Regions from separate parts of the Sus scrofa genome. Here regions 2, 3 and 4 are each linked to region 1. Evidence: chromatin contacts called from public Hi-C and HiChIP or PLAC-seq data. All regions are on one chromosome and are shown on one strand. Each heading gives the region's core, a stretch centred on a gene start, on an enhancer-like site or on the middle of the called end of the contact. The rest is flanking DNA. Distances are from core to core; before and after follow the strand shown. Region 1 holds the start of HDDC2 (HD domain-containing protein 2). Region 2 holds the start of NCOA7 (nuclear receptor coactivator 7). Region 3 holds the start of HEY2 (hes related family bHLH transcription factor with YRPW motif 2). Region 4 has its middle 58 kb from the start of RNF217.

What was found. Hi-C and Micro-C count contacts between places; a contact is called where the count stands out from the background. HiChIP or PLAC-seq counts read pairs in DNA pulled down with a chosen protein or histone mark.
Region 2: a contact with region 1 is called in an H3K27ac HiChIP or PLAC-seq map of alveolar macrophages. The contact joins the promoter of NCOA7 here to the promoter of HDDC2 in region 1. A contact is called at or near these places in 3 of 5 promoter capture datasets (fetal liver, fetal skeletal muscle and liver), 2 of 47 Hi-C or Micro-C datasets (liver and psoas muscle) and 2 of 2 datasets of contacts at active chromatin or transcription factors (alveolar macrophages and skeletal muscle).
Region 3: a contact with region 1 is called in a Hi-C map of subcutaneous adipose tissue, with 6 times the contacts expected there. The contact joins the promoter of HEY2 here to the promoter of HDDC2 in region 1. A contact is called at or near these places in 19 of 47 Hi-C or Micro-C datasets (adipocytes, adipose tissue, alveolar macrophages and 11 more) and 2 of 2 datasets of contacts at active chromatin or transcription factors (alveolar macrophages and skeletal muscle).
Region 4: a Hi-C map of skeletal muscle shows a contact between it and region 1, with 4 times the contacts expected there. The contact joins the enhancer-like site here to the promoter of HDDC2 in region 1. A contact is called at or near these places in 4 of 47 Hi-C or Micro-C datasets (embryonic fibroblasts, fetal skeletal muscle and skeletal muscle) and 1 of 2 datasets of contacts at active chromatin or transcription factors (alveolar macrophages).

The regions. Positions count from the first base shown.
Region 1 is chr1:37,636,066-37,643,061 of Sscrofa11.1, reverse strand. It overlaps HDDC2 (HD domain-containing protein 2), which reads right to left and starts at 2,434. Exons shown (of 6, transcript XM_021088683.1): 1 at 2,282-2,434; 2 at 805-926. The coding sequence starts at 2,368.
Region 2 is chr1:37,190,836-37,197,831 of Sscrofa11.1, reverse strand. NCOA7 (nuclear receptor coactivator 7) reads left to right here and starts at 3,119. Exons shown (of 16, transcript XM_021088655.1): 1 at 3,119-3,546.
Region 3 is chr1:37,228,419-37,235,414 of Sscrofa11.1, reverse strand. HEY2 (hes related family bHLH transcription factor with YRPW motif 2) reads left to right here and starts at 4,094. Exons shown (of 5, transcript NM_001243329.1): 1 at 4,094-4,321; 2 at 6,248-6,326; 3 at 6,455-6,538. The coding sequence starts at 4,239. It overlaps LOC110260189 (a long non-coding RNA gene), which reads right to left and starts at 3,750. Exons shown (of 5, transcript XR_002343031.1): 1 at 3,408-3,750.
Region 4 is chr1:37,967,033-37,974,028 of Sscrofa11.1, reverse strand. No RefSeq gene overlaps it. Among named protein-coding and RNA genes, the nearest start is that of RNF217, 58 kb to the right of the region's middle. Within about 2 kb of position 4,423, at least 24 of the 83 cell types and tissues checked have an H3K27ac peak or open chromatin away from gene starts, as enhancers often do. A contact at or near this core is called in alveolar macrophages, fetal skeletal muscle and skeletal muscle, where this site is marked.

The sequences.
Region 1 (6,996 bases), core at 1,185-3,684:
GGGCCCGTATAAATCTGGATTTTATTTACTATCTTATATTGTATTGCCAGGAAACTTTGACCAATGCTCAAAAAAGCATTTTAACCACGTGTTGACTGAATGAAGGGGAAGAGGCTATCTCTTTCTCAGCTCTTTCCTGTACATGCCACTCCAAAGTCACTTCACCAAGAAGTGCTACTATTCAAAAAGGGGCTGGATAAAAGTATATAGCGTATGGAGTTCCCATCGTGATGCAGCAGAAATGAATCTGACTAGGAACCATGAGGTTGCAGGTTCAATCCCTTGGCCTCGCTCAGTGGGTAAAGGATCCAGTGTTGCCATGAGCTGTGATGTAAGTCACAGATGCGGCTTGGATCCTGTGTGGCTATGCCTGTGGTGTAGGCCAGCAGCTGTAGCTCTGATTGGACCCCTAACCTGGGAACATCCATATGCCACGGGTATGGCCCTGAAAGAAAGAAAGAAAGGAAAAAAAAAGTATATAGTGTACAAATACTCTTTTAGATATAAGACACTTACCTTCAAGGCCCAGGAAACCCTTATATCACACTTATGTTTCCTTGAGACCAAGGCAGGCTCTTTCACTTGCCAAGAGAAAATACAGAGTGCAGTTTACAGCAAATGAAGCAATCAGCATAAAGCTCCCCTTCCTACATCTTGAAACTGTATCATTTGTGGTTTGACTCAAATAATTTTTTTTTTAAACATATAAACTAGCCTATAAGAACTGGACATTGGACACAGGTCTTAGTCATGAAGAGTCATGCATACTCACAGACCCTAACAGCACCAAAGTTCACAGCTTACCGGTCTTTGTTAAGATGTTCATCTTTGGTCACCAGAGCCATAACTGCCATCCTGTACATGTGATCTGATACACTCTCTGGCTTCTGGACATTTCTGTATACCCAGCCAGTCCGTGGGACCCTCTGACAAAAACAGAAAGAAATTCATAAAAATCGGTATTTTAACCACCTGCCATGCTCTTCAGTAGAAGTCCAGGGACTAGGGCACAGAGGCAGGGTCATGGTTTCAGCACATATCAAAACATGCTTAACTGACCTAAATGATTAACATCTGGAATTAAACAAACCAGTGAGGTCAGAGAATGATAAAGAGAGAGAGAAGAAAGAATAATTCACAAGTATAACACAGAAGTCCAACAGTCGAGTTATTTTGTGTTAGGGATGCACTGAAGTACAGAATATACACAAGTCCTTAGACATAAAAACAAAACTGTAAAGTATCTTATTTTTTCAAACTACAAGAATTGGTTAAGTTTTGCTTCAGACAACCATTGGACACAAGTAGAAAACACTGCAGTGAAAGCTCAGATTTTGAACAAGTGACAGACTTCCAAATTCTGAAGCAGAAAGAATAAGGTATTTCTAACTGCTTCCGCCAGTCATGACGCTTCCTTTCGCTCAGCTCCCAATATGATCCTGTGAGACTGTATTTTCTCCTCAGGAGTTTATATTTCTAAAGAATTTTGTAAGCTATAGTAATAGTAGCATGAAACAAAACGCTTTGAACTTGGAGAAGTTCGGCAAAATCATTAACTGGCTGTGGCGGGACGTGGGGGGTGGGGAGGACCCCTGTGATGTAACTCTAGTGTGTACTACTTAAAATCCTCTGCTTAAAAACAAACGAAAAAAAAAGCTCTTGTGGCGTGGGTTCGACCCCTGGCCCCGGGAACTTCCACGTGCCAGCAGGCGCCGGAAGGAAGAAGGAAGAAAGAGAGGGAGGGAGGGAGGAAGGAAGGAGGAAAAAGTCTTGTTATTTCTGTGGTTGTGTGACAGGTTTTAGGCATTCCACTTAAATTCTGCAAGACCAGTGGGTCCCGTTCTTCCCACTCGCCCAGTTGTGGGGTCGCTGAGCCCCAAACGTACTCGGGGCAAACAGGGGCCAGGACCGAGGTACCCGCACATCACCGCGCCGGCTCCCCTCCAGAAACCTCTCGAAAGGCCTCCTGGGCCGGCCCAGTCCGAGCACCAGGCCGACGCAGGGCACAGCGCGGTTCAAACTCCCGCCAGCCCGGGGTGGGCCCCAGCAACCCGGCCGCGCCAGCTCCTTGGACTCGCTTCCTTCGCCCCCCAACCAGACGCACGACCGCATCCAGCTCGAGGGGCTCCCTCTGCCGACTCCCAGAGGCGGGGAAAACGGAGGAAAGTGGCAGGCGCCGCGCCAGGCGGGGAGGGGAGTCTGGTTGTCCCAAGGCCCGCCCCTGCCTCTCCCCGCACGGCTGCGATCCGAGCCCCAGACCATCCTCCCGGCGTTCGCTCACCTTGAGCTGCCCCACCAGCCGCAGGAACTGCAACAGGTTCCGGGCCCCGCGGCCCGAAAGGGCCGCAGCGGAGGAAGCAGAAGCCATGCGGCCTCCAATCCCGACAGGTTGGAGCCGGCTGCGATGGTAGCCGCTTGAAGCTCCACCCACCGAAGCCCCTCCCTCTGAAGCTCCTCCCCGCCCCGCCCCCGCCCCGCCCCCTTCCTTCTCTGCCTTTGCTTCCACCTTGCTTTCCTCCCTCTGGTTTTCCGTGACCCTTGTATCCAGTCCTCTCCGTTCCTGGCCTTGGGGGCTGCCGCTGGGCATTGCACCATCCATGGCAGACATTGTACGTGAGCATCTAGGTGTACTTTACTTGTTTCCTAGCTCTGCTCAACTCCATAAAACTTTTAAAGGGATTGCAGTTCTTTGGGGAGGGGCAGAGGGGATGGAGGAGTGTGGCGGGGGCGGGGGAAGCGTTATGCCAAAATGCACCAAAAGCTTGCCTTTTGGCAACTCCTTGTTTGACTGGGGTGAGAGATAAGGAACTCTGCTTCAAGGCATTTAATCTATAAACATTTTAAGAGTCACAGGAAAAGTACTTTGGGAGGAAAACATTAATTAGGCGTCACAAAAGTACTGGGAGGAGTTGGGGGCTCGCCACAGCCAGAGGTCTTTGGAGATAACCATAAATCGGATAGAGAGTGACACCAACCCCATGATGAACTCACAACCTCCCTAACACTTAAGTGCTGAAGAATCGCTACCCCAAAAGTTGGTCAGGGCCTGTCTCAACCATCCGTGTTAATTCCATCAACAACCAAGGGCACCAGCTTTTAAAGGCGCTTAGTGGGCCTGCGTACTGAAGGACAGGGAGAGAGGGTAACACTGAAAAGGGATGATATAGGGAGGAAGGAAGTAGGGAAACACATTATGAGTCTATTAGAGGAATTCTTCGGGGAGATAATTTTGATTTGGTCCAGGGTGGTCTAGTGGTGGTGGTGAGATGTTGAACTGAGAGTATAATTTGAAGGTAGGACTAACAAGATTTGTGACAGATCGAACATGGGGTATAAGGGTAAGAGAAGAGTGAAGGATGACTCCACACATTTTGGCCTGACCAGCTGAAAGGATGGAGTTGATACTTACTCAGCTGGGGAAAACTGCAGGAAGAATAGGTTGTGGGTAGGAATCAGAAGTTTAGTTTAGGCCATGTTGAGATACCTATTAGATATAAATGTGGAGGTCAAGGAAAATGTAACAATTTTGTGTCATCAGTGTATGAGATGGTTTGTAAAACCAAGAAACTGGATGAGACCACCTTGTGAGAAAGTGGATGAGGAAGAAGATGTCTGCAGCCTTAGCTGTCAGGCCAGACAACATTTAGAGTTTGGGAGACCAGGAAGAAGTAGCCAGTGATGTTGGTAGGGGACTAAGAGATAGTTGTGTCTCAAAGGCCAAGTGAAAATATTTCAAGAAAGGAGTGTGATCAACAAAGTCAATGTTATATAAGGACCAAGCAAATTCAGTGTCACTGCTGACCTTGATAAGAACAGATTCAGTCTGTTGGGCAAGCAGAATCCTACCTGGAGATGGTTCTAGAGAGAACAGGAGTAAATATTGCAACTCATTTAAAATGAATGGGACTAGTACAGGAGAGGTTGTTTGTTTGTTTTGTTGTTGTTGTTGTTGGTCTTTTTAGGAAAGATATATGGAAGTTAAGGTCGAATTGGAGCTGCATCTGCTGGCCTATGCCACAGCCACAGCCACGTGGGATCTGAGCTGTGTCTGCAACCTACACCACAGCTCTGGGCAATGCCAGATCCTTAGCCCACTGGCCAAGACCAGGGATTGAACCTGCATCCTCATGAATACTAGTTGGTTTCATTACCACTGAGCCACAACAGGAACTCTGAGGGGTTTTTATTTATTTATTTACTTTTTATTTTTGTCTTTTTGGCATTTCTAGTGCAACACTTGCCACATATGGAGTTTCCCAGGCTAGGGCTCTAATCGGAGCCGTAGCCACCAGCCTATACCAGAGCCACAGCAATGTGGGATCCAAGCCGCATCTGCAACCTACACCACAGCTCACAGCAACGCCGGATCCTTAATCCACTGAGCAAGGCCAGGGATGGAACCCGCAACCTCATGGTTTCTAGTCAGATTTGTTAACCACTGAGCCATGATGGGAACTCCTTTTTGTTTTTTGTTTTTTTTAAGGCAGGAGGTAATATAGTATTTTTATTTACTGACGGAGGTGAGCTAGTAGAGAGGGAAAAATTGATGATGTAAGAGACAAAGGAGAAAAATGCTGAAATGAAGAGGGTACAATCTAGGGACCAAGATGAAAGATTGGCCTTAGACATATGGAGCATTCATCTGTAACATAGGAGGAAGGGGGAATATATGATGACTAATTAATGGCCATATATAATATTATTTATGACCATATAAAGTTGTGTTCATGGGAGATTAAAGAGTTGTCTTCTAATTGCTTCTATTTTCTCACTGACATAGGAAGCAAGGTCTAGACTGGGTTATGTTGTAATAACGTGCAACCTCTGTATCTGAGGGATTTAACACATCAAAGATTTATTTCTTTCTCATGCTAAGTATCTATTGTTGGTCAGCTCGACAATGCTATTCCAACCTCATCCAGGGAGCTACTTGGCTCTCTGTGCGCCTCTGTTGCTGAGACTGAAGGCAGCAAGAGTGGCATCTTGCCTCTTAAAGCCTGTCCCTGAAGTTATATAAGACCCTTATTCTGCATATCATTTGCCACAGTAAGCAGCACTGCCACGTCTAACCTCAAAGGAGAAGGCCTGTGAAATGCGATCTTACCATCCTGAGAAGAGAGGGAGACGGCATGTTTGTGAATGGAGGAGGAGGCATTGGAGGGTTAAGAAGAGAGAAGATGGCGTAAAATAGTTGTTTTGAAGAGTGGGACAGTATCAGGATTAAATACAACTAAGTACCAAATGGATGCCAAGGACCGTGAGGCATGTAATAAAAATGGTTAGGATGATGGACTGAGAGCTATTTTTATGGTGGCAGGTAGTGCTCAAGAAAGGGGGAAAAAAGACAAAGCAGCCAGATTCCCTGGAGGAAAGCAAAAGTAAACCAAGAAAAAGGTCCAGTAGAATAAGAAAAGTGAAGATGTTTGATTTGCAGAAAGATATAAAGAGGAACATTCTACAGATGGGTGCGAAGTAATAGTATTGTAAGCTAGGGGGTGAATGCACAGTGCAATCTGTTAGGTTTCCTACTGAGTGACCTTGTCCGCTTCTTGTGCTAACAGTGCCCTGATTTCCTTTGAGCTCTTCATTACTCTCGCAGGTTGATTTAGCCTTCATGGGCATCCCTATTTGTATTTGCAACTTTCTTTACAAAATACATATGTGTTCTCTTTACTTTGTGTAGTGAGCTATAAAGGATTTCTCCACGAGTTCCCATTGTAGCTCGACAGGTTAAGAACCCAACTAGTATCCATGAGGATGCGGGTTCCATCCTTGGTCTCACTCAGTGGGTTATCCAGCATTGCCGTAGGTCTCAGATGTGTCTTGGATCCTATGTTACTGTGGCTGTGGCGTAGGCCAGCAGCTGCAGCTCTGATTTGACCACTAGCCTGGGAATTCCGGATGCTGCAGGTACAGCCCTAGAAAGAAAAGAAAAAAGAATTTCTCCAGTTGCCTAAGTTATCAGGATTTAGAAGACATTAAGTTGCTGGGAAATTAGGAGCTGAGCATATGTAGTTTTTGAGAATCCCTATTTTAAAGATGATATAGACTTTAAAAAAATTACTGTTAAAGTACAGTTGATTTACAATGTTTCATCAAGTTCTGTTGTACAACAGAGTGACCCAATCACACACATTTCCCTGTGCTGTACTGTGGGATATATAGACTTTTTGTGGGGGTATTATTATCCCCAAATAAATTGTTATTATGACCATTCAAAAAATACTGCCAACTTGCTGCTTTTTTAAGCTGCAAATATTCATCAAGACTTGTAACAGAGCATAGTCCTATTTTGTCATAAAAAATACCAAGAAGAAAGTGATTGTAGTAGGTAGAATAATGGCCTCTCAGGGATGTCCATACACTAATCTTCAGAGTGTGTGAATATATGGCTAAAGGGAATGGTAGCATATGGAATTAAATTTGCTAATCACCAGAAGTTAAAGTAGGATTTTCTTGGATTATCCAGACAGGCCAAATGTAATCATTCGGATTCTTAAAGGTGGAAGAGGGAGACAGAAGCGTAAGTATCAGATTGATGCCATATGAGACTCCATTGGCAATTGCTGGCCTTGGAGTTATCAGAGAGCCATGAGCCAAAGAACATCAGTGGTCCCTACAAGGTAGAAAAGGCAAGAAACTTAGATTAAGCCTCCAGAAAGGAATGTAGTCTGGCCAAACCTTGATTTTGAGTCTGGGCTTTCTGCCTTCCAGAACTGTGAGATAGTAAATTTGTGCTGGATTAAGCTACTAAGCTTGAGGTAATGTGTTACAGCAGCAATAGGAAACCAATAGATTGCCTAACCATATTGAGTGACTTTGATTCCTTTTCACTAACTACCCTTCCTTACCATTGTTTTTTGTTTGTTTGTTTGTTTGTTTGTTTTTCCCCAAAGAAGAAAAATGGCCAGCCTGTTTGCACTCTACCAAACCATTGACTTAGTCCAAGGCCATGCTGGCCAGCCACTAGCATCAGGGGAATGGGAACCAATTTGG
Region 2 (6,996 bases), core at 1,870-4,369, 450 kb after region 1:
ATTTAAATATGTTTTTCAGAAAGTATAAAAAATATATATCCATTCTTGGAGTTCCTGCTGTGGCTCAGCAGTCACAAACCCGACTAGTATCCAGGAGGATGCAGGTTCTATCCCTGGCCACACTTAGAGGGTTGAGTATACTGTGTTGCCGTGAGTTCTGGTGTAGGTCAAAATGCGGCTCAGATCTGGTGTTGTCGTGGCTGTGGTGTAGGCTGGCAACTGCAGCTCTGATTCAACCCCTTGCCTAGGAACTTACTGTATATGCCGCAAGTGTGGCCCCCCAAAAAAGATAAAGAAAAATTATATATATATGTAAAATGCAAGCTATTCTCAAGCTATTTAAATAGACTATTTCTAGCAGAAATAAGACAGCAGAAACTGTCCAACGGTAGAAACTTTTTAATTAGGTGTGCATAAAAGAAAAGGGCAAATTTATTGGGCTTATTCTAAATAATCAGTCACAAGTTCCAGTCACTAATATGTGTACCTGGACAGCAATCTGTTCCTATATATTACTTTCTCAGTATGCTCTGGCAGACTCCTCCTCCTTTTTATTTATTTGTTTATTTTTTGTTTTTTTGCCTTTTCTAGGGCCACTCCCGCAGCATGTGGAGGTTCCCAGGCTAGGGGTCAAATCAGAGCTACAGCTGCCAGACTGTGCCAGAGCCACAGCAATACCAGATCCGAGCTGCATCTGCAACCTACACCACAGCTCAGGCCAATGCTGGATCCTTAACCCACTGAGCAAGGCCAGGGATCGAGCCCACAACCTCATGATTCCTAGTCAGATTTGTTAACCACTGAGCCATGACAGGAACTCCAAAAAATACCTAACTTTTCTTGAAGGTCATGTTCTAGACTTTAGCCTAAGCATCATTCGTGGATTATCTCATGTAATCCTTATATCCATCCTGAAATTTGTTACTATTATCATCCCCCTTTTACAGATATTAAATATTTTTTTTACAGAGGTTAAATAATTTTACAGAGGTTAAATAATGTACCCAAGGTCAGCATGTGATGTGACTGAAGCCAGAGCCTGAAGTTTTAGAGCTTACCCTGTTCTTAAAAAGTACGTTCTAATGAGGTTTGGTCTGGAGCATACTAAGATTTCCCAAGTAACTTTATATACTATATCTTATCTCCCAATTAAAATTTCACCTTCTATTTAGAACAGTGCTGTCCAGAAGAATTTGCTGCAATAATGGAAATATTTTATTCTGTGCTGTCCAGTGAGTGGTCTCTAGCCATGTGTGGCTCTTTAGCACTTGATATATGGATAGTGGAATGAAAAGCTACATTTTAAATTTAATTTAAATTTCAATGGCCACATGTGGCTGGTGGGTACTGTATTGGATCGCATGGATCTAGAGGATAAGGAATGGTTTTATTTCTTCTGATTCTCTGTGAAGACAAGGCTTAGGGAGATCAGTAAATGCTGAGTTAATGACAAAGAATGAACAGTCTTTAAGGGGGAATTTTCTCACCTTTAAACTAAAGAGCTGAAATCCTCATTATACCAGGACTTTCACTGTAATAAAACCTTATAATAAGCATATGATACAGCCTGCCGTCTAGAGGAGTTCATGGAGATAATAAAGAGGATCTATAAATTACAAGCAGTGTTTTTTGAAAGGCTGACAATCTTTTATAATTGCTGGCTACTGCTTTTTTTCTTTGTTTTTTGGCCATACCCACAGCATATGGAAGTTCCTGGGCAAGGGATCAAATCTAAGCTGTAGCTGGGACCTCCACCACAGCTGTGGCAATGATGGCTTCTACTTTAAATACATAGTTATAGCTTTGCCTAATAAAAAAGATCACTGCTTAATTATTTCTTGACAAAATATGGAATCCATAGAGAGAAAAACAATAAGGTGTGATGAAGGGATGAAAATGGTTAAGAATTGCAACTAAATGGGCATTTCCTGCAGAAACTGCACTCTACAGCAGACCTCTTTATAAATGTTTTTTGTTTTTTTATTTTGCTTTTGTTTTTTTTGTCTTTTTAGGGCTGCACCCTACACTTATGGAAATTCCTGGGCTAGGGGTCAGATTGGAACTGTAGCCGCTGGCCTAGGACACAGCCGCAGCAATGCCGGATCCAAGCTGCATCTGCAACCTACATCACAGCTTGTGACAATGCCAGATCCTTAACCCACTGAGTGAGGCCAGGGATCGAACCTGTGTCCTCATGGATGCTGGTCATATTCATTTCCACTGAGTCAGGATGGGAACTCCTTCAAATGTTTTTAGAGTAAACAACTGCCAAGTTCTCATTGACTTCATTCTGTCACTTATTCATCATATATATACATATACCTTCTTATAGTCATGTTCTGAATACGGGGCAAAATATCATGAATAATAATAGGTATCTTTTGAAAATAAACTGGGGTTCTAGATCCAATCAGAGTCCCTGGAAATGGTCAAGTCCTGTGCCCTATTTCCTGACCCACATACACAATGCAGCTCCTACCCTGCTCCCCACCTGATGTCCACTTTATTTAAAAGAATGCATCTCCAGAAGTCTTAGTGATTTTATCACAGTTTGTGCTGCTATAGAACTTGTCTTTTCTTTGCTGTTTTTTAAAAATTTAATCTTAGATTTCAGAATCATCAAAGAAAGTGGCCCAGTTTCTCTGGAGATCCCAAACCATGTTCTTTTGATTCAATGAAATCAGCTCTTTATATTTTAGGAGCCTAATATCCCTTGGAAAATAATTTACAATTAACATAATACCTAAAGGAAAAAAAGAAAAATACCCAATTCTTCACATTCAAACCAAAAAGATGTAAGCCCGAGGTCCAGTTTTATACATGCTTAGTGCAGAATTGGGCGATTATTCCATATTTTGCAAGATAGTATAACTTGACCACTTGCAACTGAAATCCCAAAGCCATCACTGTTAAACGCTTCACTCCGCCTTCCTGGGGAGGCTCTTAGAGCATAAGCAGCATCAACTAGCCAGAGGAGGCCGCTATCTAGTGTGCCTGGGTGTTTGGCCTCTGACACACCAATGTTATCAGACCAGCTGCAGGCTCCACCATGAAGTGTTTTTTTTTTTTTTTTTTTTTTTTTTTTTTCTGTGTGTGAGGGTAAACCTCATGGCCAAATCCTCCTAATCATCTTGCAGTGCTGGTCACGGGACTGTAGAGGGAACGGCTCCCAAATGGGGATGGGAAGCTAACAGGCACTGCCCCGTTGCTGATGCAAATCTTCCCAGCCCAGGCTCTCTCGGGTCTCTGCCAAGAGTTGGCCTGGAGGGCTCAATTTGCTGTAATGGTTGCAATTTGACAGCATCCGGGATGCTGTACAGAGGACAGGAGCGGGAAGGGGGAGGAGATGTTGGGCCCCTTTGCAAAACACAACGCCAGAAAAGACAGGATGAATTTATTGTGACCAGTGATCCCCGAGTTGGAAGGAAACTCAAGGCTTTAAAGCTCGGGGAGACCCTCTAACTCCAGCTCTGCTCTCAAAGCTTAATCTCCACGAAGAGTGAAGGCTACTGCCTGTTAGCGGCACGGGGTGCGGTCCGGGGCGAGGTAAGAAGACCCTCTCAGGATCCGCCGCCCCAAGTCCGGCCGCCTGAGCGGAACGAGCTCGCTCCCGGGAGGCGTCACAAAGGGCCGAGGCCTGCGGAGGCCGCGCGCGCAGCTCTCCGGGGCGGAGCCGCCCGGCCCGGGCTGAGGCTGCGCCGGCTTAGCGGAGGCTGCAGCCGCCGGGGCGGGTGGGGGGTGGCGGGGGGTGCCCAGCCTCCCAGCTCGGAGGTCGCCGGGGCGGAGAGGATGCTGCAGCTGCAGCCCGAGCTGCCAAGCGGGTCCGCGGAGCTCCCCGGCGCCCGCCGCAGCGGAGGGGCGCAGAGCGTGGCACCGGCCGGGCGGAGCTAGAGGCGGGCGTCTGCACCGCGTCGCGCCACCCGCAGCTCTCCGCCTCCGGCCGGCCAGGGAGTCAGTCGTGGCCGATGTCCTGACCGGTGGCGCATCTGCAGGGTTGGCCAGGCGCCGCTCTTGGGAAGAGGCCTGAGGAGTCCCGGCGGCGGCAGCGTCCAGCAGCTCCGGACGCTGGTCCCCCGGGGCGCGCGCCTGGGCGTTCCTCCCTCCTGCCCTAGCTCCTCGTCACCACACGGTCCTCCCCCGACCCCTCCTTCCACCCACCCTGGAGGATGCGCTCCCCCGCGCCCAGCGGCAGAGGCCACGGCTCCCAGAAATGCGTGCACTGGATCCCCTTCTCCGGGACCCGAGGAGCCGGCGCAGCCGCCCTGTAGGTAGGTAGGTGAGGAGGGGACCAGCCCTCGCCGCCGCCCGCGGCTGATGCTGCCGCTGGGGAGGGGCGGGGGGCTGGGGCCAGGACCCGTCAAACTTGCCTCCTGCCGGGGCTCGGTGCGGCTCTCGGAGGTGTGCTAATGGCGCTGGGCACAGCCCCTGGATACCTGACCACCTCTTCTGGAGCTCCGGAGGCCGAGCGGTGGCGAAGGAGAGCTTGACCCTTCCCCGCCCACCTCCTGGGCCCGGTGGGGTGCGCGCTGCGGGCGAGGGTGGGGAGGACGAGTTGGTTTGTGGGTTATTGGGGGTTGGGGGGAGCGTTTGATTTTCAGCAGCTCAGGTGGAAATGTGTCACCGTATTTTTTTCGGCTTGATAAACAGATGCCTTCTTCCTGTTTTCTCCCAATATATAGCCGCTCAAAGCGTTAATTTAGCGGCATATAGAAGTCGCTCTGGATTTTGTGTATTTCAGAGCTGGCTGACTGATATGTAAGACTGATATCTCAAACCCTTACAGTCAGCATTTTGGGGCCAGTTAAAGGAGGCCCTTCTAGAAGTCGAACATTCAGGAGATAGATGAGGCTGGGGTATTCCTGTGCTGCCTACTTGGGAGCCTCTTGCTTTCGTGAAGGGATGCGTTTAAGGAGCGAGGTAAGTTTGATACAGGTGTAGGGAGTTGGGAATCTGCTGGAAGGATGCTCGGAGTTGGCCAGCAGAGGCAGCCTTGGGCGCATGTATTTCTGAGGAACTGGTTATGAATTCTTTCTCTCCCAAGTGTAAAGTTCATATATCAGGGCTTTTGGCAAGATTATCTCTTCAAAGGCAATCATTTTTCAGTTTTGTATCAAGCAATAAGGTTTAGAGTTTTGGAAAGTGGATGATTGTAAACTCTTTTTATTAACGTATTATGATTTTAGAGCTTTGGAAGATGAACCTGTGGAAACTCCAGGACAGAGCCTTCCTCTTGTTCAATCTTGTAACCCCTTGGCCTGGTGCACAATGAGCGCTCATTAGTTATTCTATTTTGTATGTATGTACGTATGATATGTATGTTTGTATTTTGTCTTTTTAGGGACACACCTGCGACATATGGAGGTTCCCAGGTTAAGGATTGAATCTGTAGCCGCCAGCCACAGCCACAGCCACGCCAGATCTGAGCCCCTTCTTTGACCTACACCACAGCTCAGGGCAACAGAGAGTGAGGCCAGGGGTAGAACCTGTGTCCTCATGGACAGATTCGTTTCCCATGAGCCACGATGGGAACTCATTAGTTATTTTTTTTTTTTTGAATAAACTATATTTCAAACTTCATCTAAAGACAATTTAGGATTAAAATGTATTTGTCCTCTGGCCATTGAGGTTTAACTGGATTTTAAAATTATTTCTTTTTTTTTAATAGTCCAATTCAGTTATTCCAACACAAGTTGAATTTTGATAATTTTAGGACCATATGTATTCTTCTCTGTGTTATTAAATAAGGTAATTCAGCCCAAATCTTAATATAAGTTACTTTCATTTATAAGCTTACATTTTTTCCCCAATTGGTAATCGAACTTATTTTAATTAAACTCTAAAATACAATTAAAAAGTACAATTCATGTTGAAAGGAGATTCTAGGTTACTCCAGAGGTAACAGTGATTTGGTTAATAAGTGACATATTAACTCAATTTAGAGTTGAGTTGTTGTGGTTGACCTAATTATAATGTATTTTATTACAGGTAGAGGCAAAAATAAAGCATTTAGAAGTGTCTGTGATGCCTAAATGATTCAAAATACATGGTATAGATATACATTTTCAATTGTACGGGTTTTCTCAGTATAGAAGCATATCAGTTTTCAAGTTTGACAACCAGGGTCGTTGTGAAATCAAGGGTTTGGAAGATTTAGTGCCCTTCTGCTTTTAAGTTTATGTTATCTTGAAATAATCTAGGATAACTGCATCACTTTACATGTTTTTTTTTTCTCTTACACTATGATATTTCCTATTTTGATTTTGTTTTATTTTCTGGTTATGTAAGTTTTATGAGCCAGTCACTTTGTTCAACAAAATTATCTGGGAATGGCCCGGTCACTTATTTTCTTTCTTTCCTTCTTTTTGGTCATTTTAATATGTCTTCACCATCCTTACTACATACTCACCAAATGCCTTGTTTTCACAAAACTATGGTAAGCTATAAGTTATTACTATTGCTTCTCCAGCCTAGTTGGGCTCTTCCTGGCTGGTGAGGGAGTAACACGTTTATGTAAAATGCCGTGAGATTGGGGGAACCAGCAGTGGGAGGGAGCTTTGAAAAATATGTCACAATTTATTCAAACAGAGCAAAAGTTCTCCCATGAAATAAAGATAATTACGTTTTACACATCTTAAATATATAGTCAAGGAGATTGAGCATTTAATTTACATTGTTCTTCCTTGCTCACTTTAAACATCTCAAAAGAGCCCTCCCCTATAGTTACAGTAAACTCTCTTTACTTTGTTGCAGATAATAAACACTTATTTGTTTATTGAACAAAGAGAAGTCGAATACTTAGACTATGCTGGCACTCCTGGCCTTGCAGTCGGTTTGTCAGAAGGGAGGGGGCATTTTTCTGTGTTCGTCCTGCATTCAATGCGCAGCGCCTCTGCGATTGAATGACTCACCACCTGGGTCCTGACTCCTGAGCTCCAGGCACCCTGCCTCCACATGCACCACTGGAATGCAAGCCTAAAACCTGAATTTACCCTATCT
Region 3 (6,996 bases), core at 2,845-5,344, 410 kb after region 1:
AGGAAGGCCAAGAAATACATTTCGCTTTGTGTCGCTAACCAGGCAAGGATAATTGTTAACTGGTAAAGCAGTTCCCATTTATGGATGACTTCAAGGTTGGTGGGCCTAAATTTGCCCTTGCTTCCAGCTTTGTTTTGCATTACTGGTTTGCAAATATGTGTTACACAGTGACCCTACTCTGGCCTGCCTGCTGCCTGCCCGATGTTGAGAAAAGTATTGAAATTTATAAGGATCTTGCCCTTGGCCTCTACTCAGGGTGCAGCATTCTCACACACTTAAAAGCATTGCCAATTCACAATAGCCTTGTAGTCAAGGAAGCCAGCCCAACAAGGCCGCCCACAGATGCACGTGCATGTCACCTGCCCCAGCAATTGTAAATAAGATCAGCTTGTCTGGGATGATCCCCTTGCCTTCCTTTTGCAAGAAAAGCTGTGTAAATACTTATATTTCAGAAAGGGCAAAATTGATTTCTCAATTTGAACTATGTGCATTTAGCCTTCTCAAACTAACATAAAGCATTTAAACAACAGAGCTGCCTGTATTTCACTGAGAAGCTAAGTTAAAACATTTTTAAAAACTGGTGTCATGCCTTGGTGACTTTCTAAGGAACCCAAAGACTCAAGTCGCCAACACTTTTTAAGTAACTGTAAGCAGCGTCTCAAAGGATTCAGAGAAGCAACAAATAACAAAGTGTGACCGTTAATCCTGAAAAATCAGTGCTCTAATGAGGAAAAAGCAGACAAGAATTTAAAAAAAAAAAAAAATCCCGGTTCCTTCCAAAAATGCCACAAGGAGAGGTTTAAAATGCTGCAAAGTAATCATGTCATTCATTTATGCAACAAAACTCAAATTTCATGGGACAAGATACGACCGGGTCAAGATGGTCAAGATGGCCAGATACACAGGTGCAAAAACTGTAACTTTACATTAAATGGGTGCAGGAAGAGTTGGGGAGGAGGATGGGCACCACTCAGTTTGATGTTTCCAGATCTCGACATTTGACATGTCACTCTCATGTCAAAAGTGAGTTAAATCGCACGAGGACAAAACGGGGATGAGAGGACCAGATTCAGGAAGGCATCTGTCTTCCTTCCTCCATTTCCTTTAGATCTTTCTGGACTTCCTTCCTAATGGCAGTTCAGGAAAATGGTTTGCAGGAAAGTTCTCCGTATCTTTTGGTCTAAGTATCTCTTACAAATCTTTGAAAAGGAAAGAATTGTGGTTTGCTCTGCACGCGGACGTCTTTTCTTCTGCCTGGGCTCTTACTAAGCCTCCAACCAACTTTCGATGAAAAGAACGTCTGGGGGGCGAGGAAACTTGAAATCCCGCGGTTTTCTCATTCTCTTTTCTTTTTCTCCGCAGAAGCCAACCCTACACCTCGCTCCCCTACCCCTGACAATCAACCACTGTTTTTAGGTATGCTGGGACATTTTACAGAGTTTCCTCCGTTTCTCCCTCCCGAGAAGCACTTTCAGTCTTAGATAAGTCGCCTGACTAGGGGATAGATAAATGGGATATTTGAGCGGAATTAAAGACCTATTAAAAAACCCCATGCTGCCTAATTGCGATTAAGTATTTTGGAGATAAGTGAGCATATTATTGTTTTGGCAGTGTTCAAAACGCCGAGGTCTTTTGCCTTTTGCATTCTTGTCCAACAGACGTATATAGCACTTGCCACGTACCACTGTTCTAAACACTTTAAAAACATATTCTCTAAGCTATATTAAATCCGTGTGTGCTTTTCGGACGTCCCTGCCATCTTTTTCTTTATTACATGGTACGGTGGTTAAGTCTTAAAAGACAAATATGGAAAATTTTTAACCAGTTGCTACTTTATTGCAAGCAAACCATTTCCCTCTTCGCAATTTTTTCCCGCAAGTATTGAATTAAATACACTAGTACAGTGAGAAAGAACTCGACTTTTTTTTTTTTTTTTTTTTTTTTTTCCTTTCCGGTGAAGATCTTAGAATTTACCCCAGGCGTCTGGAATCGCCAGTGGCCAAGGTTAACTGCACCTGTAGGCATTCAGAAAAATGCGCCGCCTTTGAGGAAACTTTTTGAGGAAAGTTACGAAAGCTGAGCTCGCGCCAGGCCTGAAGCGACGTGTCCCCCGTGGCCCGAGGGGACTAGCCTCCTGCGCATCCTCCGCAGAGGTGGGACCCGCAATTTGCGCGCGTCGGGCACATCCCTCTCCGGGCTATGAACCGGGAGCCGATCGGCGCCGGGGGATGTCGCAGCCGATGTGGCGCGAACCCGCTCAGCTCTGCGCAGCAGGCTCTGGTAGCCCGGGCTGCAGTGAGGCAAAGGCCTGGAGACCTGCTCGGGCCGGACACCTGCCCCAAGGCCCACGGCAGAGCTGGGGGGTCACCTCCCCCCGCAGCCCGGAGCTGACCCAGTCCAGTCCCACTAGGCCCCGCCCGGCCCCGCCGACTGTGTGCTTGGCCCGGTGTTAAGTTTCAGAAGTCAGGATGAAACGGTTCGGGTTTCTGTTCACACTGTTATTGCAGGCGCCGCGGTGGGAACAACACAAAAGAGGCGAGGGCGTGTGGGGAAGGGGTTTTGTGGTTTAACAAGGGCTTAACACGCGGGCTACAGGTCCTTCCCGCTCTCCCCTGGCCCACCCCCGCCCGGACCGGTGTATTTAAGTCCTTCCTCTTCTCTCCGCCCTGCGCCGCTCTTGTCCGGGGAGAGAATGTAATGTCAGAAGGACGCCCTAAGCAGATCCCCAATAAAATAAGAATCGTCTGTGGCGTGGGGTCGTGGTGAATATTGATAGACGCCTCTCTCTGACGGTTTTCCGCACTAAGCACAGAGCTGTCCCAGGGCAAAGAGTGGAGTCTCGGGCTCGACCGCGACCAAGCCGGTGAGCGCAGACCGCTACCGCGGCGCCCGGGCTGGCAAACCGACCCGGGCTGCCCTCACAGAGATACAGCGGCGTAGGCGGTTCAAAACAAAAACAAAAACCCCCAAAACTCAGCATGGAGAGAAAGAACAGCTTAAAAACATGTTTTAAAAGCACATCTAGAGTTTTATACAACGCACACTGTCCAATGCACTAAAAACTGGACACGAATTTTTCAAGCGCGATTTTTTTTTCACTCCGGGATTCTAATTAACTCTACCGCTGCGACTACACAAACCCAGGGGTGTGGAGAACTACAATTATCTGGATAATCCAAGCCCGGAAGACTCGAACTTGAAGAACTACTAAAACTGTCCTGAAATACCCGCATCACTGCTCTAGTCCTTTCTGCCTCCAGAGTAGACAAAACTCCAGCCCACAGTCTACTCAGCGGGATCTATCATCCACAGCCCCAGTGGTTAAATGGAAAGAACTGATTCAGAGCAAATCGAAAATCGCCTGGTGGCCGGTCTCTCAGACCCTCCGACCGCCAGCGGTTAAGTACCTGGTCGGGAAAACTCACGTCCTTATCAGTTCACAGCCCAGAGGCCGCGGAAGTAGCCTTGGGAGTTGCCAGGGAGAAAAGTAACTTTGATTTAAGGTTTTCAAAAACCCCAGAGGGCAAATGTGACCGCCAGGGTCAGTCAGCAGTTTTGGTCCAGACAAGGGACAGCCGAGTGTGGCGGTTCAGTTAATCCACGACGCCTCCCGACGTCCCACACGCTCGCTCACACTCAGCCACGCGCCGGGGGTTATTAGCATACGCCTGAAACTTCGGCCGCAGAGAGCCCGGTGCGAAGGAGCGCCAAAACCTGCGGTCCAGAGCCCGCCCCACCCGGCCCGCCCCCTTCCCTCCGCGCCCGCGCCCGCGCCCACGTCCGCGCGCTTCCCTATCTAGAGTTAGCAACTTCGCGCTCACGCCCGCCGCGGCCTCTCCCAGCCCGCGCTCAGCTCTCTGGGCCCAGATGCGCGAACGCGTTCCCACGCCTCCGTCCCAGGTCCGAGGCGGGCATTGGCGAGCGCGGCCCCGCCCCTCCGCTCAAGCCAATCGCGGGCCACGCCGACCCTCAAGGAGGCGGTGCCAGACCCGGCCACGGGGGCCTGCGCGCGGAGGCGGGAGAGGGGCCCCCGCCCGCGCGGGGAGGCGTGGCTGGCGCCGGCTCTTGCGGCCGCGCTGGGCTGCGGCGTGGGAAAGAGCGGCGAGGAGCCGAGCGCGCCGCCGCGGGACCGCGCTGTCGCCGGTTCCAGGGAGGAGGCAGGCAGACCGGGAGGACGCTGCATCCACCTCGGCGTCCCTAGTTTTGGCCGGGCTGCGCTCCGCGCGGTCTGGGCCGCAATGAAGCGCCCTTGCGAGGAGACCACCTCTGAGAGCGACATGGACGAGACTATCGACGTGGGGAGCGAAAACAATTACTCGGGGTGAGCGCGGGCTCGGCGGAGCTGTCTGGAGCCCAAGGCGTCCGGGAGTTTCATGTACGAGCGGCTCCTTGGAAATCCCGAGGTTCCTCTCCGCCCAGTCCTAGCCGAGGGGGGAAGCTTTTGCCGGAAAGACTGAGTGGTGGGCGCTCGCGGAGCGCGCGTTGGGGTGGGGCGAGGCATTTGGGTTTTCACTGTAGGGGTGGGGCGGAGAGGACTCTGGACGCGGCCGAAAGAGTGCAGGAGTTGGCGAAGGAGGGTCCTCGGCTGTCAGCGTTGGGCGCGCGGACTGGCACGTCCGGGAGACACCGAAATTGTCTTTAGAAACATTTTCAAAATAAGCCAGACGAAGATTTTTAAAATTGATTTTTTTAAAAAAGGGACCGAAAGATGGCTTGCTTTTTGGAGAAATTAAAGCAAGTTGCTATGTTAAGGATAAGTAGGTTGAGATTTCCAGGTTGATCCTCTGTGACTTGGCTGACGGGAGAGTGGGTGACAGATGGAAGGATCGTTTCGGGCATCATCTTTGCTTGTTCTTAAGTCTGGAAAAAGATCGGGGTCGTGATCAGGAAAGCCAGACCTCCACTTTCCAGTGACAGAGGTTACGGAGGCGTTTTAGTGCGGAGGCGGGTCAGATGATAATTGCTTCTAATTGGCATCCCCAGAAGCACCTTAATTATTTATCTGCAGCTGTCACTCAAAGAGCAAAATTCTTTCCACCTTTGGAAAACTAGTTTTCTTTCAATATTATTATTTTAATATGTACAAACTTTAGTCTGGAATCAGCAGAAGCAAAGACACTTACATGAAACGTTGTTTGCAAAGTATCTTCTAATCATTAAAGTGTTGTGTCATCTTAAAAAATGAGATCTGAAAAACAAAAGATGTCATGTGAAAGGTGACACCAGTTGAGAAGGGGTGGGAATGAAGGGAACAGTTAATTCAGAAATAAGATCCAGAAGTGAGAAGGTGAGGTAATAAGAACCTGGTGTGTGCAACATTTCTAAAATGAAAGAGAATAACAGGAACCTGGAGAATTTGAGAACATGAAGAAGCAGTATCCATGAATTATGAAGAGAAGCAGATACAAGCTAGAAAGGATTGTAAAAATTAAAAGTGACAAGGTAGTGATTTGACTGAACTTGCAATATAAAATATTTTTCATTAGCACGCTCAAGATGGACTACAACTCTGAAAGGTTTAAGCTTAGATTGAAGGCTGAGAAATACTCAGAGTTTTATTTTCAAAGTAAAACTTTCACCTAGTAGTTCATCTAATTTACTTTTTCTATCAGTGGCGTATTTAATTTGGGGGCATTCTTTTGAAAGATTAGTATAGAAAACATTGAATTTGTCATTTTTTTCTCCTGTATGACTAATTGAAGTTTTGAAATAGTAGGGTAACTTCTGTTTATTTTAAAGATTGCATCTAGGGACAACACATTGACATGGGATGACTGTATATCTGTTTGATAGTGGTGCTGAACATGGCCTTTATTTTAAAATAGCTTTGCTTTGTTCAGTGGGTCTGCCCAGATGGAGGAGGAGGGATGCTATTAGAGATTATTTGACTTTTAAGAAACATTTATGAGGGAAACTAGAAAGTGCTAATGCCTAATTTCTCACCCCGACTGCCAATAATTATTTCACTGGGAGACTTAATAAAAGTTTAGGGACATTGTTGCCAGTGGATTTGGCATCTGGATTACTCATTAAAATTGAAAGGAAAAAAGGCATGATTCCTACCTGAAAAGAGATAAAAGGGTTGAAAGCAAAGTCTGTTAAGAGCAAGAATGAAGAATAAAAAAACACTGACCAAGAATAAAAAAAAAACTGACCTAAACTAATCTGAATGTTTAATGCATGCCATCAAGCCCCCAAAAGAAACAACTGTCAACGCAGCACCTGACAGACTTTTCTTATTTCATAGGCAAAGTACTAGCTCTGTGATTAGATCGAATTCTCCAACAACGACATCTCAGATTATGGCAAGAAAGAAAAGGAGAGGGGTATGTGATTTTTTTTTTATTTCATTTAATCTAGCCTAATGTGTAGCAGTTGTATTTTTCCATTATGAGTAATTTTATCACATGTGTATTCACAAAGTTTTGTTGTTGTTTTGCTTTTCGGGGAATAGATAATAGAGAAAAGGCGTCGAGATCGGATAAATAACAGTTTATCTGAGTTGAGACGACTGGTGCCAACCGCTTTTGAAAAACAAGTAAGCTGCCCCCACCCCTGACCACCCCACCAAAGAGCTGAAAAAATCTGATTCTCTCATCTGGGAATGTGGGTTCTTGTTAAAGCTCATTAAAATAATGGTGTATGTGCCCTGATCTGGCACAGAGCAGCTATTTCAATAAAATGCTTTGTTGTGGCAAAACTATTAAAAACATAATCCATCATGAAGTTGAAAAACATTTCCATTCTCTAGCTTATTTCCCCCTTAAGGGTAACATGTTCATGCTTTCTCTGTTCTTTCTATGAATACCAGTAGTGGTTTTGTTTAAAAAACCGAGCTGTATGTAGTACTTATTTAAAAAAAAAAAAAAAAAAGATATCATATGTGAAGTTTCATTTTTGTCTCAAACTGTTAAAAGAAAAAGTAAGCTTTTTGTCTAAAAAAAAAAAACCAAAGCCAACGAAGTGATATCTCTATCTCTATTTTCTAAGTAATAA
Region 4 (6,996 bases), core at 3,174-5,673, 330 kb before region 1:
TTTTTTATGGATGAGTTGTACTAGTTTGAGTTTTTCAAAGAATTAGCCAATTCTTCCAAACTCAAATTTATGAGCATAATATTGTCTGTAATATTGTTTTATTACCCTTTTAATGGATGCTGTGTTATCACAATTTTGAATTTTTTTTTTTCTTTTTTCAGCTGCACCCATAACATATGAAAGTTCCCAGGGCCAGGGACTGAATCTGAGCCACACCTGTGACCACATCCCACTGCGCTGAGGCCAGGGTTCAAACCTATACCTCCACGGTGACCTGAGCTGCTTCAGTTGGATTCTTTTTTTTTTTTTTTTTTTGTCTTTTTGCTATTTCTTTGGGCCGCTCCCGCGGCATATGGAGGTTCCCAGGCTAGGGGTCAAATCGGAGCTGTAGCTGCCAGCCTACGCCAGAACCACAGCAGCCCAGGATCCGAGCCGCATCTGCGACCTACACCACAGCTCACGGCAACGCCAGATTGTTAATCCACTGAGCAAGGCCAGGGACCGAACCTGCAACCTCACGGTTCCTAGTTGGGTTCGTTAACCACTGCTCCACGACGGGAACTCCTTCAGTTGGATTCTTAACCCACTGCACCACAGTGACAACTCCCACATTCTTTCTTTTTATCAGTCTTTCTAGATGTTTATCAATTTGTTTTTGTTTTTAAAAAACCAGCTTTTTGTTTCATTAGTTTTTTCTATTGTTTCCTGTTTTCAATTTTATTGATTTCTGCTCTGTATTATCTTATTTCTTCTGCTGCTTTGGATTTATTTTGCTTTTCTTCTTCTAGTTTCTTGATGTAGAAACATAAAGTATTGATTTGAAAACTTTCTTCATTCCTTATGTAAGCCTTTAATGCTCCAGATTTCTCTCTCTGCTTTAATGCTTTAATGACTTCCTACACAGACTTTTGATACACTGTATTTTCATTCTCATTCTGTTATTTTTGTGGTTGTTGCTTTATCTAGACTTGCTCTTTGGCCCGTGGATTTTTGGAAATGTGTTGTTTAATTTACATGTTTAATAAATATTCCTATTGTTTCTATCATTGATCTCTAGTTTGATTTAATTATGGCCAGAAAATATACTCTAAATGATTTCAATTTGTTGTGTTATAGCCCAAAGTATGGTCTATCTTGGCTACTCTTCCATGGAGGCTTTTTTAAAAAAGTGAATTCTACTGTTGTTGAGATAAATGCTCTGTATATGTCAGTTAGATCTGTTGTTGATTGTATTATTCAGAGCATATATATCCTAGATAAATATAATTTTGAATTCACCTACTTTCTTTTTCAGCTCTATCTATTTTTTTTCTTTATGTTGTTTGGTATGTACCCAATTAGGTTTGTTATGTCTTCTTGGTGAGTTTGTCCTTTCATCATTATGTAATGTCCCTCCTTTTCTGTAGCAATTTTTATTGCTCTTAAGTGTACCTTATAGATATGAATAGAACCCCCTTTTAAAAAAGTTAATATTGGCATGGTATATTTCTATATTTTTATTCTCAAACTACTTACAGAATTGAATCTGAACTGTGTTTCTTATATAGCACATGGGGGGGTTGTTCATGAACACTTTTACGTTCACTTTATTGATCTAAAACCTCCATACATTGTAGGTAATATTCATTAGGAACATCCTTATTTGTTCTGCACATGTCACTTTTTCCATCTATGGAACTCTATAGACTAAAAATGTTCTTGTCACATCCCTCAGGCCAGTTCTCTGGTTCCATTTTTCATAGCTTGAGCAACTCTTCAATGGTTCTAGCTTTACATAGATAGCTTAATTTCAGCTCTCTGTGTGCATATGTCTTGAAGCCTGGCTTCTTCACCTTTTGCTGGGCCCAGTCCCCAGCGATAGGACCTAGATCTGGTTTACATACTACATTGTGACTTTGTGTATTTGTTCCCAATCGCTGATGGTTCCAAGCTCACCTATGTTTCAAGAAACGTTGTTGTTTTATTTGGATTTCTCTTTATTTTGGATTAGAGAAAATTTCCTTCTGCATTAGGCAATCCACAGAAATGATTGTCTAAATCTAGGACCTGATCCTCAGCTACCTCCCATCTGGATTTTGCCTCCATAATACACACTTTCTATTTTATAGTACTTAAAATAGTACTATAATGGTACTTAACCAGCACTTGATTACAACATTTATTCTGTGCCAGGCCCTATTCTAATCATAGGTTAACTCCCTTGGACCTCCCAATCACTTATGAAGTATATATTTCCACTATCCCCATTTTACATCCAGGAAAGCTGAGGCATCGAGTTGCAGTGACTTTCCCTAATGTCATAAACTAGTAAACAGCAGAGGCAAGATTTTAACTCAAGCCGTCTAGCTCTAGACTCTATCCTTTTAACCTTTTTTAACTATGCTATCATTCACACTACTTCTGAGTTAATTTTCCAAAACATCGATTTAATTACAAAAAATTAAATCGAATTCCTTGGCTTCCCTTACAAGTTCCTTCACATCTGTCTCAACAAACTTTCCCTACTTCTTCACCACCTCCCTCCCACCTCCACTCTGGCTGAACCCGCACTGAAGGTTCTGGTCCCTCTGAACTTCTATTTTATGAACATCTACAGCCTAAAATGACCCTCTTAATTCTCTTGGCTTGGTACACTTACAGTCATTCATCAAGACTGAAATCAAAATTCCATTCTCTATATAAAATCTTCCCGGTGTATCCATGATGAAGTTAATCACCATGTTCCTAAGTACTTTTTTCACTTATTATCATCCAGTTGCATTATGATTCATTTACTTAACTGCTGGATCTGTGGCTACTTGAGAATATAGTCAAGGTATTATTCATTGCTAATGTCTGTGTCACCTAAGGACCATATTAATAATCCTATCTGATGCTGCTAATTGGCAATTTTGAGAAGAATACTTAAAATATGCAGAAATTTTCAGTGTTTTTATATGGGGTGTCTTGAATATTATTAACTCTTCAAAAGGTAAATATTATCCACAATTTATACAGGAGAAAACTGAAAGTCAGAAAAAGACACAAGGCAAGTATGTAGAGAGACAAAGTAAGTATGCAAGTGGGGGGAACATGATGAATGTCCATGCCAAAGAAGTTCAGTGATTAAGAAACTTTTTGGAATGCTCTAAGCATCTCTATTTAGCAAAAAGTAATGAAAAAGCTATTTATTATCTGGAAATATGAAACTGTCTTTAAGATATGCTTTTGAAATTTAAAAGTTCAGTTCAACAATAATACTAATAGAACACTAAATATGTGGAAGGAATTAGAGCTGAAGGAAGCCTCAAAAAAATGATGATGCAAACCACAAAGTTCCTGTTTTCTAAATCTTGGGAACAGCATACAGGAACATTTACTTGGTTACAGTGTATATCTTGGACATTAGAAGGACTGAGGACCTGAAAGCTGCCACTGGAATCAGTAGCTGCTATGAAGATGGCTTGAGGGCAGAGACCTTCTCTTAGCCCCTCTACTGCATCCAATATACATTTATGTTATTAAAGGCAAGGAGAAGAAATGTTAGAAGAGTTTTTGCAGTCTTCTTCCTTTTTTCTCCCCATAACAACATCAAAGGCTCCTCCTGAGAGTCTTTGATTTATTCAATTGCTTATTCATTCATTCATGCTTTCCTTCAATAAACAGTATATCATCATTACTTTATGCCAAGCACTGTTCTATATGCCAGAGACACAGAATAAACAAGGCAAACCACAGCCCTGCTTGTGCAATAGGGCATGTCTTCTTCCTCAGAGGTATAATCTTCTGCAGTGGAAGTTCATCACATTAAGATGTTAGCCTCTCCTGCTTGTGCTTTTTGCCTAGTGAAAATCCCTAATGATCAAAGCATTCAATTAAGTTCCAAAAGGATCAAATTTTCATTTTAGGTTGAGAATCAAGATAGTCAAGGAAGATCAAGGAAGAAATACGGCTTTTAAAACTGTGAACTCTGTGAGATAATCTTAAATTGGCATGCTCACACTTTCTAAAGTGACAAAAAGAGCAAATTGGGGAAAACGGCTATAGAAAGAGAAAATCTGATCAGAAGAGTACAAAGTCTGCCTTCTTGACAAAGAATGGGAATTTGAGAAAGAGTGCCATTTGAATATCCAATAATGATCACACACGAATATATAAAATATAAATTCTGTCTCTGAATTACAATAATAATGCTTCATTCCAAATAAAATTTGTTTAGAGCCCTTGATTTTAACTTGATAATTCTTCACTCCCAGGTGGAAATAAACGGCCCCCATCCTTTCCAGGATAAAAGAATACATTATACATAGTACAAGAATGGTTGAAAGTTCCTGGAGAATAGATATGACACCACATTACCAATTATAGAACTGATTTACGATGTGTCCTGAGACGTGCTGGGGACTTTCCCTATTTATAACATGGGGTTCGTAGAACTTGTCGGTAAGAACGTGTGAACCCTCAAGTAAAATTTAGTACATGGCGCCTAGTCTCAGAGTTATCATATTATTACCTCAATTGGAATTGGCTTTGTGACAGATTTCAAATACCAGAATCCTGCAAAACAACTGCAACAAGTCTGTACATTCCTAGCAAACCTGACAGCACATTCAAAATATTGGTGCATCTGGTTTTCCCTCAGGCAGCAGCTGCAGCTGCTCAAGTTGCTGTGGAATCTGAAGTGACAGCCCCCTCCTGGCAGGCAGCGTCGCTGTCATTCAGAAGAGAGATCACAGAGCCCGATCCTTTCTGTCTTTGAGGCACAGCTCACAGACGTCAGCGGGAGACCTGATGGCATGTCAAACAGGAGATTAGAAACCTGCAAAGCTGGAATGTCTTCTCCTGCACATGGTGATTCAACTGTCTCTGAGGAGACAGGACAGACCTAGGAATGAGGGAAGATGCACCTGAAGTCTTTACCTTAGGTTTTCATCAACAAGAGACAAGCAGACGACCCAGAAGTATGATCTTTGATGCTGACATCTATGGGGTTTTTTTTAAGTGAGACTTTATTTTAAATGGCTCTGGGGGCGGGGGCAGTGCAGGGGAAGTTTAAGAAAACATAAGCAGGCTACATTTTTTTTTTCTTCCTTTTTCTGCAACTCTTTTCTACAACAGGATTTCCTGGTCGCATCACGAGGAACTATGTAAATACGCCTCCTTCGACTTAGTGGCAAGTTAGTGGCAAGAATCATTTCCTGTCAGGTTCTTTCAAGGAAGAAAAAAGACCAGACCCCTTCTCCCCAAACAGCCAAAAATAGAAAATACATATTGTCATATGAAATTGGATCAGAAAAAATTTTGTAAGAGAGACAAGCATTATTCTATAATTTGGTTCTTAACTTGGTTGCTTTTGTTTCATGGCATTTTGTTTCATACTGTTCTTTTGGGCAAACACCCTACTTCCATTGTAATACACTGGTATTTCCATCTTATCATTGCTTAAAATAAATTTCACTCCTTAAAAGATTTAGGCTTTATATCAAGCCCAGGGTAATTTATTGTTAAAAACACTTTCTCTCCATTCTCATTCCCACCTTGCTTTTATTCATTGTGAAAGTAGGAAGTCTTCAGTTAACACAGACGTGGGCATTTAGTTTAAGCAAAATGTGCCAAAATGTTTTTCCACACCAAAACAGAAATAAATAAAATTCATGGAACTAGATAGATCATTTGCCTTCTTATGCAGATGATTCACTCTCTCATTCTCACTTTTTACTCTAACTTAAAACATTTAATACTTCCACATCAGTGTCATTTAAATCCTTTAAGCAGTGGCCTGAAGAGCTCAGCCATCCCTGCCTACTTGAAGTGTTCTTGGTATTTCTCTAACTCAAATATCCTTACAATTGCTGAGTTGTTCACCGCTTCAGTAGGCAAATATTCTCACTCTCATATATGTGTGTGCGTGTGTGTGTGTGTGTGTAAATGTATAAAATGCTGTAGATAGATCGATCAATCGATCGATCAATTGCTAGATAGATAGATATGAGAGAGAGATCTGTTAAATGAAACACCCCCTGGGAAAAGCTGTTCTAAAGAGCTTTAGAAGAATTTAGTTCCCTATAACTACATGGCACCATGTATTATAACAGATGAAACATTTTGTCTCCAGCAAACGTGTATAAACACCAAATATACAATTCTCATTTTGCAAGTAAAACCAAGAATAAATCTCACAGCATCAAGTCATGTCAGCCTGCTTACATCTTTTGCTTTTCTTTTTTCTTTTAAATCAGGGGAAGACAGATGAGTAACTGTCTCTACAATATCCGGAGGAACACCAGTGTAAGAGACAACCTTCTCTGATGCTTAAGTGCTATGGTCTGAATGTTTGTGTTCTCTTAAATTCATATGTTACAATTCTAATCCCCCCAAATTAGGTGGGGACTAGGAGATGAAGCTCTCATGAATGTGATTAGTGCCCTTATAAAAGAGGCTCCAGAGAGATCCCTAGTCCTTGTACTATGTCAAGATGCAGCGAAAAGTTACCAGCTTTGAGGCAGGAAGTGATCCCTCACCAGAACACAACCATGTTGGCACCTTAATCCTAGGCTTCTCAGCCTCCAAAGCAGTAAGAAATAAATTTCTGTTGTTTATAAACCACCTAGTCTGTGGTGTTTAGTTATAACAGCTGAATGGACTGAGACATCAATTCACAATCAAAGACAGCAAGAGAGAGCAAGAGAGTTCTGTTGTAAAGAAAATTTAAAACTATCCTACACTAGGAGTTCCCGTCGTGGCGCAGTGGTTAACGAATCCGACTAGGAACCATGAGGTTGCGGGTTCGGTCCCTGCCATGGCTCAGTGGGTTAAGGATCCGGCGTTGACGTGAGCTGTGGTGTAGGTCGCAGATGCGGCTCGGATCCCGCGTTGCTGTGGCTCTGGCGTAGGCTGGTGGCTACAGCTCCGATTAGACCCCTAGCCTGGGAAGCTCCATATGCCGCGGGAGCGGCCCAAAGAAATGGCAAAAAGACAAAAAAAAAAAAAAAAAAACTATTCTATACCACATACATC